Regions from separate parts of the Mus musculus genome. Here all the other regions are linked to region 1. The links are chromatin contacts, called in public HiChIP or PLAC-seq and promoter capture Hi-C maps. All regions are on one chromosome and are shown on one strand. Each heading gives the region's core, a stretch centred on a gene start, on an enhancer-like site or on the middle of the called end of the contact. The rest is flanking DNA. Distances are from core to core; before and after follow the strand shown.

Evidence for each region. Promoter capture Hi-C pulls out the DNA fragments that hold promoters and counts their contacts. HiChIP or PLAC-seq counts read pairs in DNA pulled down with a chosen protein or histone mark.
Region 2: a contact with region 1 is called in a promoter capture Hi-C map of liver, with 4 times the contacts expected there. The contact joins the promoter of Kcnq2 here to the promoter of Tcfl5 in region 1. A contact is called at or near these places in 8 of 39 promoter capture datasets (the 3T3-L1 cell line, the C10 cell line, embryonic stem cells and 4 more), 1 of 484 Hi-C or Micro-C datasets (embryonic stem cells) and 2 of 9 other capture datasets (embryonic stem cells and pancreatic islet).
Region 3: a contact with region 1 is called in an H3K27ac HiChIP or PLAC-seq map of embryonic stem cells, with 3 times the contacts expected there. The contact joins the promoter of Ythdf1 here to the promoter of Tcfl5 in region 1. A contact is called at or near these places in 2 of 39 promoter capture datasets (liver and stem cell-derived epiblast-like cells), 1 of 484 Hi-C or Micro-C datasets (the N1E-115 cell line) and 2 of 115 datasets of contacts at active chromatin or transcription factors (both in embryonic stem cells).

The regions. Positions count from the first base shown.
Region 1 is chr2:180,640,997-180,644,379 of GRCm38.p6, forward strand. It overlaps Tcfl5 (transcription factor-like 5 (basic helix-loop-helix)), which reads right to left and starts at 1,695. Exons shown (of 6, transcript NM_001360335.1): 1 at 980-1,695; 2 at 1-68. The coding sequence starts at 1,593.
Region 2 is chr2:181,133,510-181,136,892 of GRCm38.p6, forward strand. Kcnq2 (potassium voltage-gated channel, subfamily Q, member 2) reads right to left here and starts at 1,780. Exons shown (of 17, transcript NM_010611.3): 1 at 1,288-1,780. The coding sequence starts at 1,583.
Region 3 is chr2:180,919,368-180,922,750 of GRCm38.p6, forward strand. Ythdf1 (YTH N6-methyladenosine RNA binding protein 1) reads right to left here and starts at 1,569. Exons shown (of 5, transcript NM_173761.3): 1 at 1,317-1,569; 2 at 945-969. The coding sequence starts at 1,343.

The DNA.
Region 1 (3,383 bases), core at 445-2,944:
ATTTGTTTTGTTGCTGGTGAAGAGGAACATTCATTAATTCAGATGGATGTCGAATAAGAGTTACCAAACTGCCAAGACAAAAGAAAACCCAGAAACCTGAGGAATAGGTGGCAGAGAGGCTCCCAAAACATTGCCATCACCCATTCACCACTAACTCTTGTCATGCTAGACTCTGCCCTGATTCTCAAATGGTCCTGGACATGGCCAAATGATCCACTGGCCCATGGCGCTGGTGAAGTCCATTGTCTCCTCCCTGCCTGCAGCACTCCCGGATACCAATTTGTCATCCTTAAAATCTGTCAAGGATGGTCAAAGACCAGGACAGCCAGAGTGGAAAACTGCGGAGTCAGTGTCTTCAATAGGAGTCAGTGTCTTCAACAGCTACCTGGGAGGACACTTAAGTGGGCCAGGAGCCGCCACACATTTCAGCTTAATCTTAAAACTCTCTCCTTTCCCCACCACAAGTCCACATCTGTAAGCCTCTATCCCAAATCTGCACCAGAGGCTTAGCAGCTTCCCATGCCAATCAGGAGGGAGACAGGAGCAAAGAGAACAGTTCCTAGACCTCTTCCTCTCCTTTTGGGGGCGCAGAGAGAGACCAAAAGTTCACAACCCCCAAGGTACTCCTTAGAATTGCCACCTAGCACTTGTATAGAGTACACCCTCCAGATCACCTTCAGGTGATTCAGAACAGACCGGCCTCAGACCCCTATCTAGTACCCAGACTGCCTGCCCCTTTACACTGGCCCTCGCAAGTACAAGACCTGCCCTGGCCCTTGTGTACACGCAGACACCGCAAACAGCCCTGCTGACCCCGTCCAGATATCCTCCCCGACCCAACAGGTGGCCCTGCTGGAGCCCTTCAGATATCCACCCAGATGAGGCAGATGCCCAGAAGGACTGACCCCACCAGCCTACACCAGCTCTGCAATCAGGCCCCTCCTTCCCCGACGCCCCCGCGCCTGCGCCCCGCACGCACTTGTTGAGCGCCACGCCCGACTCGGCGGGCTCAGCACCGCGCGGCGCAGGCGGCTCGGCCGGCATACTGTTGAAGCGGTCCTCCAGACGGACGCGTACGGTCGGCTTGGCCCGGGCCTCCGGTGCGCCGTCGGGCCCCGCACCGCCCGCGCCTTCCTTGGCCACGCCGTCCGCCCGCGTCCGCGTCCCGTCCGCACCGCCGGGCGTCTTCTCCGCCGCGCCCGCCTCGCCCAGCAGCATCATACGCAGCTCCTGGAAGTCGACGTGGCCCAGGCACGGCGCGTCGGCCGCCAGCGGCGGGCACAGCACTGGGTACACGGGCGGCGCCGGCGCCAGCGAGCCCGCCGCGCCCGAGCCCGCGCCCGGGCCGGCCAGCAGCGCGGAGCCCAGGCGCGCCTCGAGCTCGCCGTCCGCCGCCTCCATGTGCGAGTAGAGGATGTGCTGCAGCTGCGTGTACTCCACTTCCGTCATCTCCACCAGGCTCAGGTCGGTGGTCGTGAAGCTCAGCCCCGGCTCTCCCAGCGCCGCGTCCCCGCCGCCCGCGCCCTCGGGGCCCGCCTCGCCGCCCGTCGCGCCCGCCTCAGGCGGCGGCTCCCGCGGCCCGGGGCCCGACATGCCGGCGCGGCGCGGCCCAACGGCGGGGCGCGGGCGCGGGGACGGCGACGCAGACGCGGGCGGGCGGCGAGGCGGGGTCGCGGCCTCCGCAGACGACGCGCCGGCCACCGCGGGCGCGCCGTTGGGGGAGGGAAACCGCTGAGCACCTCAGGAGCAGTGCGCCTGCGCAATCCCGCCCACAACGGTAACCCCACCCCTTTTGGGCCACGCCCCTCCGTTACCCGCCGACCCCCAGCCAACTGCCCGCCCGCTTGCCCCGCCCCCGAATCCTCCCCCCCCCCCAGTGGCCTTGAGTTCAAACCATGGACAGGCCACGCCCCGCGTGGCCACGCCCAGTTTAATCACACCCTCATAAAGACACGCCCACTGCCCCCAAGTTGGCCTTAGGCTGGTCCCCTCCCTGGTCAGCTGCTCCCTGCCCACTTGCCAGGAGCTTGCTACTTGATGCTCCCCATTCCCTACTTAGCCCAGTCTTGCATCTTCCTAGCCATGCCTCTGCAGTGCTACCATGCTTTTTATTAGCTGTCCCCAGCCCAGCCCTTGTTCACCCACTTTGGGTGCTTTATGCAATATGCACTCCAGGTTTCCATTCTATTTCAGTCAAGCTGGGGATTAGACCTAGGGTCTCACATATGCTGAGCTATCTTTCTACCTGCAGAGAAAGCATCAACTCTTTTATACCCAGCAAAGATAGCACCACCATATAACTTTATATCCAGTGTCTGAGTTAGGGTTTCTTTTGCTGTGGTAAAACATGACCAAAATCAGTTTAGGGAAGAAAGGGTTTTCTCTTGACACTTCAATGTAACAATCACTGAAGGAACTCAGGGCAATAACTTAAGCAAGGCGGGTACTGGTGATGGAGAAGCCATGGAGGAGTGTTTCTTACTGTTTTTGTTCCTCATGGCTTGCTCAACCTGCCTTGTTTTGTTTTGTTTTTGTTTTTCGAGACAGGGTTTCTCTGTACAGCCCTGGCTGTCCTGGAACTCACTTTGTAGACCAGGCTGGCCTCAAACTCAGAAATCTGCCTTCCTCTGCCTCCCAAGTGCTGGGATTAAAGGCATGTGCCACCATGCCCAGCTCAACCTGCTTTTTTATAGCAGTACCTCCAGCCCAGGAGTGGCACCATCCACAGTGAGGTGAGCCCACCCACAGCAATTGCCAATCAAGAAGATGCACCACAGGCTTGCCTGCAAAGATAGTGTCATAATTGTATACCTAAGGTGATGGTATCACCTCATAATTCTATGCCTTGCAAAGCTATTTTTAAAACAAGACTGACACTGTGGCCAGACTGGCTTCAAACTTGGGGTGATCCTCTTAACTCAGCCTCTGGATACTGATATTGGAGGTATCTTTTTCCTAATATACAAAATGTAAATAAGCCTAGGATAGAATTCAGAGATAGATGTGTGAGGTCCCAGGTTTGATCTCCAGCATTGGAAGAAAAGTCAAATGGCTATCTTATTACTAGTAGACCTGTACTAAAGGAGATCATACACAAGGAAGGTATAAATTTGGATCTCTACAGCCCAAGGAAGACCTGGATAGATTGAAAATGCTCACTAAAAGTTTTAGAGCTACCACTGACAAGAAAATGAAGGAGGCAACATGGGGTTGCAGTGTAAAGAGGCAAAAGGGGCAAACCAGAAATAAGCAGATGAAATGTTCAAGTCCTACAAGATCACATTACGGAGACATGATTTAAATATGGGAAAATAAGCTGGAGAGATGGCTCAGCAGTTAAGAGAGCACTTGTTGCTCTTACAGAGTACCTCAGTTTGGTTCCC
Region 2 (3,383 bases), core at 530-3,029, 490 kb after region 1:
AGGGGGGTAGGGGCTGACACTACAGGCTGCTTCCCTTGGACAGCCTTATTGGTGAAACCTTTGCCTTGGAGAATTTCAGGACTATCCACTGGAACACACACATACACACACACACACTACTCATAGGTTGTGATGACCCCCAGGACATCATTCTGCAGGCATCCAGTAATTTCCTTCTATGGACCTTTCCTTGTCCCCAAACCTATTCACATATCACATGCAGAATACTCCCAGGCCCACTCATGGGACACATATCCTACCAAGGCCAGGACAAGTGGGCACCTCGATAGAGACTTTTCCTGAACATGGGTCTCACTCCCATCCCCAAATGATGCTTCTCATACAAAATGGCCGAGTCTTAGTGCTCCTCCTCTGTCCCTGGTTCTACTGGAATAGGAGAGCCAGCGTCCTTGCATTGGGAGGTTATGCATACTAACATAAACACACACACACACACACACACACACACACACTCATGTATGCGTGAAACAGGTTCGACTCTTTCTGGCTCTGCCCCAGAAGGAGTCCCAGACTTGGGGACAGGAGCAGCCCCTTCCAGGCCCAAAGCTGGCAGTACTGGGGGATAATAGTCTCTCAAGGATCTAAAGCCCAGAATGTGTAGCGAGATCATCAGCAGGTACAAAGGGACTACTTAGAGTGTAGAGAACAGGAGAGTGGGCCTCCGGAGATGAGTACAGGCAACTGCCCTCAGCCAGGGCTGAGGTGATGGGATGTTATGTCCCCTCCCCATTTCTGCAACCCGGAAGCTCAGAGAGGTAGCAAGAGGTTAGGAGGATGACTGAGATGAGGCCAATCTTCTGCATTGCCCCTACTTGGATGTCGGAGAGAACCCACGGGGATGCAGAGGGGCGAATGAGTTCAGACCTAGAGCTGAGCCGCCCTCCCTCCTAGGCGGCCCTTTGTTCCGCGCTGCGGGCCGTGGGGAGGGGCCTCTCGGGCTGAGGGGGGCTGGGGCGCCAGTACATCCCGTCCTGCGGGGGAAGGGCTGGTACAACCCAGCCTGGCGGCCGTAACCCTCCCCCTCCCCAAATAAAACAGTCCCTGACTACAGAATGATCTCCAAAGTCACTCTCCAATCCCTATCCTTTGCTTTAACCCGAGACTGCAATGCCACGACCCAAACCCCACGCCCACGACGCGAACCAGGCGCGCGCGCGGACACGCACACCAGGGCCCCTCAGTCCACCGCAGCTGCGCCTGCTATCAACCCGCGGCCCGGCCAGGGTTTCGCCAGGCCCACCGCTCACCACATCGCGGGCCACTTACACGTAGGCGTGGTAGATGAACGCCCAGCCGCGGGGCCGCTCTAGCACGTTGTAGAGGAAATTCTGCAGCTTGCGGTAGAAGGCGTTGCGCTTCGGGGGCTTCCCGGCTCCCGCGCCGCCCGTCCGCGGCTTGCTCAAAACGCTGCCGCGCTTGGGGGCCTCGGAGCCCGCGATGAGTAGCGCGCCGTCGCGTGTGGAGTCGGGCGCGCCGGGGTCCAGCCCCACGAAGCCCACCTTGAGCTTCTTTTCCCCGCTGGTGCCGGGGTACACGCCACCGTTGCGCGACTTCTGCACCATGGTGCCTGCGGCGCCCTATCGGGCGCGGGCTCAGCGGGGGCGGCGCGCGGGGGGTGGCGCGGGCCCCAGCCCAGGCCTCCGGTCCGGCAGCCGCATGGCGAGGCGGCTGCGGCTCTGCGTTCCTACCTGGCCCGGCCGCGCGCGGGGACGCTGCGGCCACCCGGCTCCGCGCGCGCCTCGGTGCCTGGCCGGCTTCCGCGAGGGCTCCTCCCGCCGCCCCGCCCCGCCCGCCTTAACCCCTACGACGCCATTGTAGTGGCAGGCAGGGAGAGCTGGTCCAGGTGTACTGCCTCACAGGACAACCCTTCCTGCTCTCCTAGCCCGGTAATCCTTGAGGGGGAGTCCAGCCCTGCCGTCACCGCTGAGAGGGCAAAGCACCAGAGTTGACCTGGAGTCGGCAAGTGGACACCTTTGGAAGGATCCTGGCCATTGTCAAGTTCGGTGTTAAAGATTCAGCCCACAAGGATCTTGGCTCTTAGCATCAAGAGGGCCAGACATGAGGAAGGCCCAGCACTTCCTCTGGGTGTGCAGGGAAATTTGTACAGGCTCTCTAAGGGTAACCAGAGCAGTGCCTAGAGCAGAATCCTTGCCCACCTCCAGGCTTACTGAGCCAACTGTACATGGTTATGGAGGAGGCACCAGCCTGGCCCACCCAGTCAGAAGAGGCCTTAGGTACAAGGTGTTTGTGGGTGGGGTGGGGGGAGGGAAGTGCTGCCCACTCCTTGCACGGGCTGGCTTTACCATCACCTCTGGGTCATCTTCCATTCAAGTCTCTGTAAAAGAACTGTAAGTTTTATAAGTCAGGTTGGAGAGATAGCTCAGTAGTTAAGAGCACTGACTGTTCTTTGAAAAGACCTGGGTTTGGTTCCCAGTACCCACATGACATTAGGAACTTAACTCCAATACCAGAGAATGCAAAGACCTCTTGTGGCCTTCTTGAGCACTGAAAGCTTGTGGTACTCATACATACACGCAGGCAAAACATACCCACTAAACATAACGTAAAAATAAACAAATCTCAAAATAGTATTTTTAAAATAACTAAATAAGTGATTACAGATCGTAGATGGCAACTGGGAAGAGCCTAGCTCATTCTATCCACCCTCCTGGGACAATCAGAGCCCAAACCGGGCAGTGGTGCTGCAAACCTTTAATCCTAGCACTTGGGAGGCAGAGGCAGGCAGACCTCTGTGAGATTGAGGCCAGCCAAGTCTACAGAGAGAGTCCCAGGACAGCCAGAACACACAGAAATTTTGTCTGGGGATGGGGTGAGTCAGAGCCCTGAGGGATAAAAGGTTCTGGTTCCCTAGGAAGGAAATGTGTTCCAAGAGGAGGCACTGAAAGGAAGGCAAAGGTCAAGGTTCTCTAGAGTTCCATAACACCAACAGATACAAACTTACTCATCTTCTCTTTTGGGGGGAAAATGGGGACACACCCTTGAAGTCGTTATGAGCCCACAAACTTTCTGGTACTGTAGAGTATGACACACACACACACAACACTGGGAAAGTTCATGGGAGAGTAAAGTTGGTGTAGAGATCTCTGCATTCCCAAGAGCTCTGCTCTCTACCTATGTTATTTGTACCAACAGCTTTACCACATTTCAGAAGGTTCTAGAAAGTGATTCCTTCGTTGTGGCTTACGGCTCCCTCCTTCCTCTGCTTAAGATGTCTTCCCAGGAAGCTGGCTCATTAATCATTTATGGGTTTTTTTTTTAATACCACGTCTTGCACACCTGTGGGCCATGCACTGTCAGCAGCTTGGTTACCAGCATTCAGCTGGCCTCCCGAAGATCCAGGA
Region 3 (3,383 bases), core at 319-2,818, 280 kb after region 1:
AGTTAAATGGCATTGCACAACTTTTCTTAAATTCCTTTTTTTTTAAAAGTAAAAATATAATCATAATTCGGTCAGATGTCATTTTGTTGCAACCAGACTTGGAGCCAGTTTTGTGATTTCCCTCCCCACCCCCCGCCCCAAGGTGGGACCGAACCCAGGGTTTCCCTATTCCAATCCAATACTCTACTCCAGGCAAATAGCGGACACATGCTTTAAGAGCCTAGTTATGCAGAGATCTGAGGGCAGGATGCTCAGCTGGAAAGGGCTGTAACCTAAGCTTACTATCATCTGATTCTCCACTTACTTTCCACTGTTACAGTGCACAGCCAGGAAAGGAAAGGAAAGGAATGGTAAATAAAGTGTTGGGCCTTTTCCAATCTTAAAACACGATGAGCCATATTTGGTTACACCCAAGTAACAACAACATGCACTGGTTAAAAACAGTCTTCCCAGGATTTAGTGTCACTCTGGAGTTCTCATAAGAGTTTTGGAAGTTTATTACAAGCCAGAATATCACAGGAGATAACAATAAACTTACAATGACTATAGCTAAGGATGGAGGGCAGGGCCTCCGGATCCACAGCTAGCTGGCTGACTCTCCTCCAGAGCCATCCACTACCTAGCAACAGAGGACCAGTCAGTCACTCAGACCTCTGCGAGGCCGTCTGATCACCATTTCTTTCCCCACCAGGTAACTGTTCTGGCAGGGTCAAGGGGGAAATTGCAAAATATTATCTGAACTACTCCGGGTACGCCTTTATTTTTCTAGTTCCCCTCCAATCTGTCAAGTACCCCGGAAATAGAAACTTTCATCTCCTCCAAGCTTACGGGAGGAAACTAAGTTTCAGATCCCAGGCTGGCTTGGTGGACTTTCTCTGTCCACACGGACTGGCGCTGCCCCGTTCTCCTCTCAAGTCCGGACAACTTCCCGGAACTCTCCTCACCTTTATTATCTTGTCCTTTTGTTCTCTGCATCGCCGCAGGCCAGGATATGCGGGTGGACACCACCCAGCCCGGGAAAGGAAACACAAAGTTACTATCCGAAAAGAACGCTACCCGGAGGGCGACCCGACCCCGACCGGGCCTCCAGATCTCCCACACTTTGATCACAGCCAAGCCCAGCGACCCCGCCATTGGACCCCAGAACCGTGGCCCGGCCTGGTATTCAGATCTTCGACCCGGCCTCCCTGTTCCCAGTCCGGACCCCGCACCCTAACCCCAGCTCAGCCTCCAGGTCCCCGGCGCGGCCCAGACCGCAACCTGTCTTGCCCTGTCCACGGCCTGCTCTCGTGACCGTGGTCCCGAGACGCCCCTACCTGGGGGTCCACGCTGGTGGCCGACATGCTTCATGAACAGCGCGGCGCGGGACCCGGGCGCCGCCGGCTCGGGCCTCCCACGAGGCCGGGCCTGTCACGCCGCGCGCGGCCCCGTGCCCCGCCGCCAACTCCGCGGGTGCGGCCGGGCGCGGCGGCAGCTGTAGGCACGCGGGCCGGAACAGCGGGAAGCAGCGGAAGGTAGCGGACAGGCTGAGGGGGCGCCGACTCCAATGGCGGCCGCGGCGGCTGGGACGAAGCTACGCGACGTCAGCGCGCGGGGCAGGCCGGGAGCGCCGTCGAGTCGCCACCATTGCGCCTGCGCACCGTCGCTCCTCGCCCAGGATTTCGCGCTTGGGACTCAGTCTCGCGCTGGAGGGGCGGGACCGGACCGGATGGGGCGGGGCGACTCGAGAGTCACGTGGGGCTCCTGGGGCGGCGCCTATTGGGGAGACGGTGTGAGGTTGTAGTTTAGCTACACCTGTCCCAGAGTTTTGTGGCTGCTGGGCTGGCCTCCTAGCCTGCCCCGTGACAATATGAACCTGACAGGAGTGTGCCAGAATAACCAGTATTCGCGTTAGATTCTGTACCTGATTCCATCACCCAGGGTAAAAACAAGAGGACTTTGAGGAAAGCTAGACGGCCCCCTTTGGGTTCCACGTGGGGAAAGTTCATCCGTCAAAGAGTCTCCAACAAAGAACTCACCCCATTAGCCATTTAGCCATTCACTTTCAGGCAAGCTCTTTGCTCAGTGAACCTGCTACCACACACAGACTCCTCCTCCCTGTTCCCGTCGTTAAAAAAAGTTTTATTTGAGGTTTAGAGCAATGGCTCAGTGCTCAAGACTACTTGCTGTTCTTACAAAGGACCTGGGGCTAGTTCCAACACCCACATGATGGCTTACAATTCTCCAGTCTCAGGGGTTCCAGAACTCTTTTTCTGGCATTGAATGCACGTGATGCATATATAGACAAGCAGGCACACACACACACACATAAAATAAAACAAATCTTTTGAATGTAATTTTAAAAAGATTTATTAATTTTAATCTTATGTGTATGAGTGTTTTGCCTGCATGTATGTCTATGCACTGCATGTGTGCCTGGTGCTCAAGGAGGCCAGAGGAGGGTGTCAGATACCCCAGAACTGGAGTTATAGATGGTTCAGACCCCAAAGTGGATGCTGAGAATTGAACCTAGATTCTCTAAAAGAGCAGTAAATGCTCTTATACCTTGACCCTGAGCCATCTCTCCAGCCCCTTTAAAATAAATGTTATTTGTATGAGTGTTTTGCTTGCATGTATATATGTGCACTATAGGTGCACTTGGTGAATGTGAAGGGTCAGAAAAGGTGTCTGATAGCCTGGAACTGGAATAACAGGCAAATTTGTGACCTATCATGTGATTGCAAGAACATTGCTAGGGACCAAACCCCAGATGCATCCACACATCCCTTCTGGGGCATGTTTGGTCCCTGGATTTGTTGTAGTAAATGTCCTAGCTTCTGATGCACATCATCAATAGGAGGACACCAGAGCGAGGCACATGCAGGTGGATCACTGGGTTGAAGGGCACAGCTGTCAGCCATTTTGTAGATGTTAGATGTCCTCCAGGGAAGCTGGGTTGAAGTTTCTGTTGAAGAGCTGATGGATGGAGCCCAGAGGCTATAAGCTCTGTATTCAAGTAACACCTGGCTGGAACAAGCCTTTGCTGTGTGCTGGGCTTGGTTCACTCAACAGCTGGCCCTATGAAGGCCAGCCGTGAGGACACCTATCCATGCTGACAGACACAGATGCTCAAATGAGACAGCCCCTTCTCTATGAATGCCCTCTTGAGAATGAACAACCTCCCTGCAGCAGACCTCCTTCTGGATACCCTGCCCTTCCATACTTTCTGGGTGTCTAGTTTTCTTCCAGGAAACCAGCTTGTGATCTCAGGGCTCCTGCTCTTCTCTGCCCCTCAACAGCAACCTTGAGTAGCTCCCGTGAGTTACAATGCCTCTTTAAGCCTTTATTAGTCACTCATCCCAAATCATTAGTTGAGTACCTACACCTTGCCTGGGAAATATAGA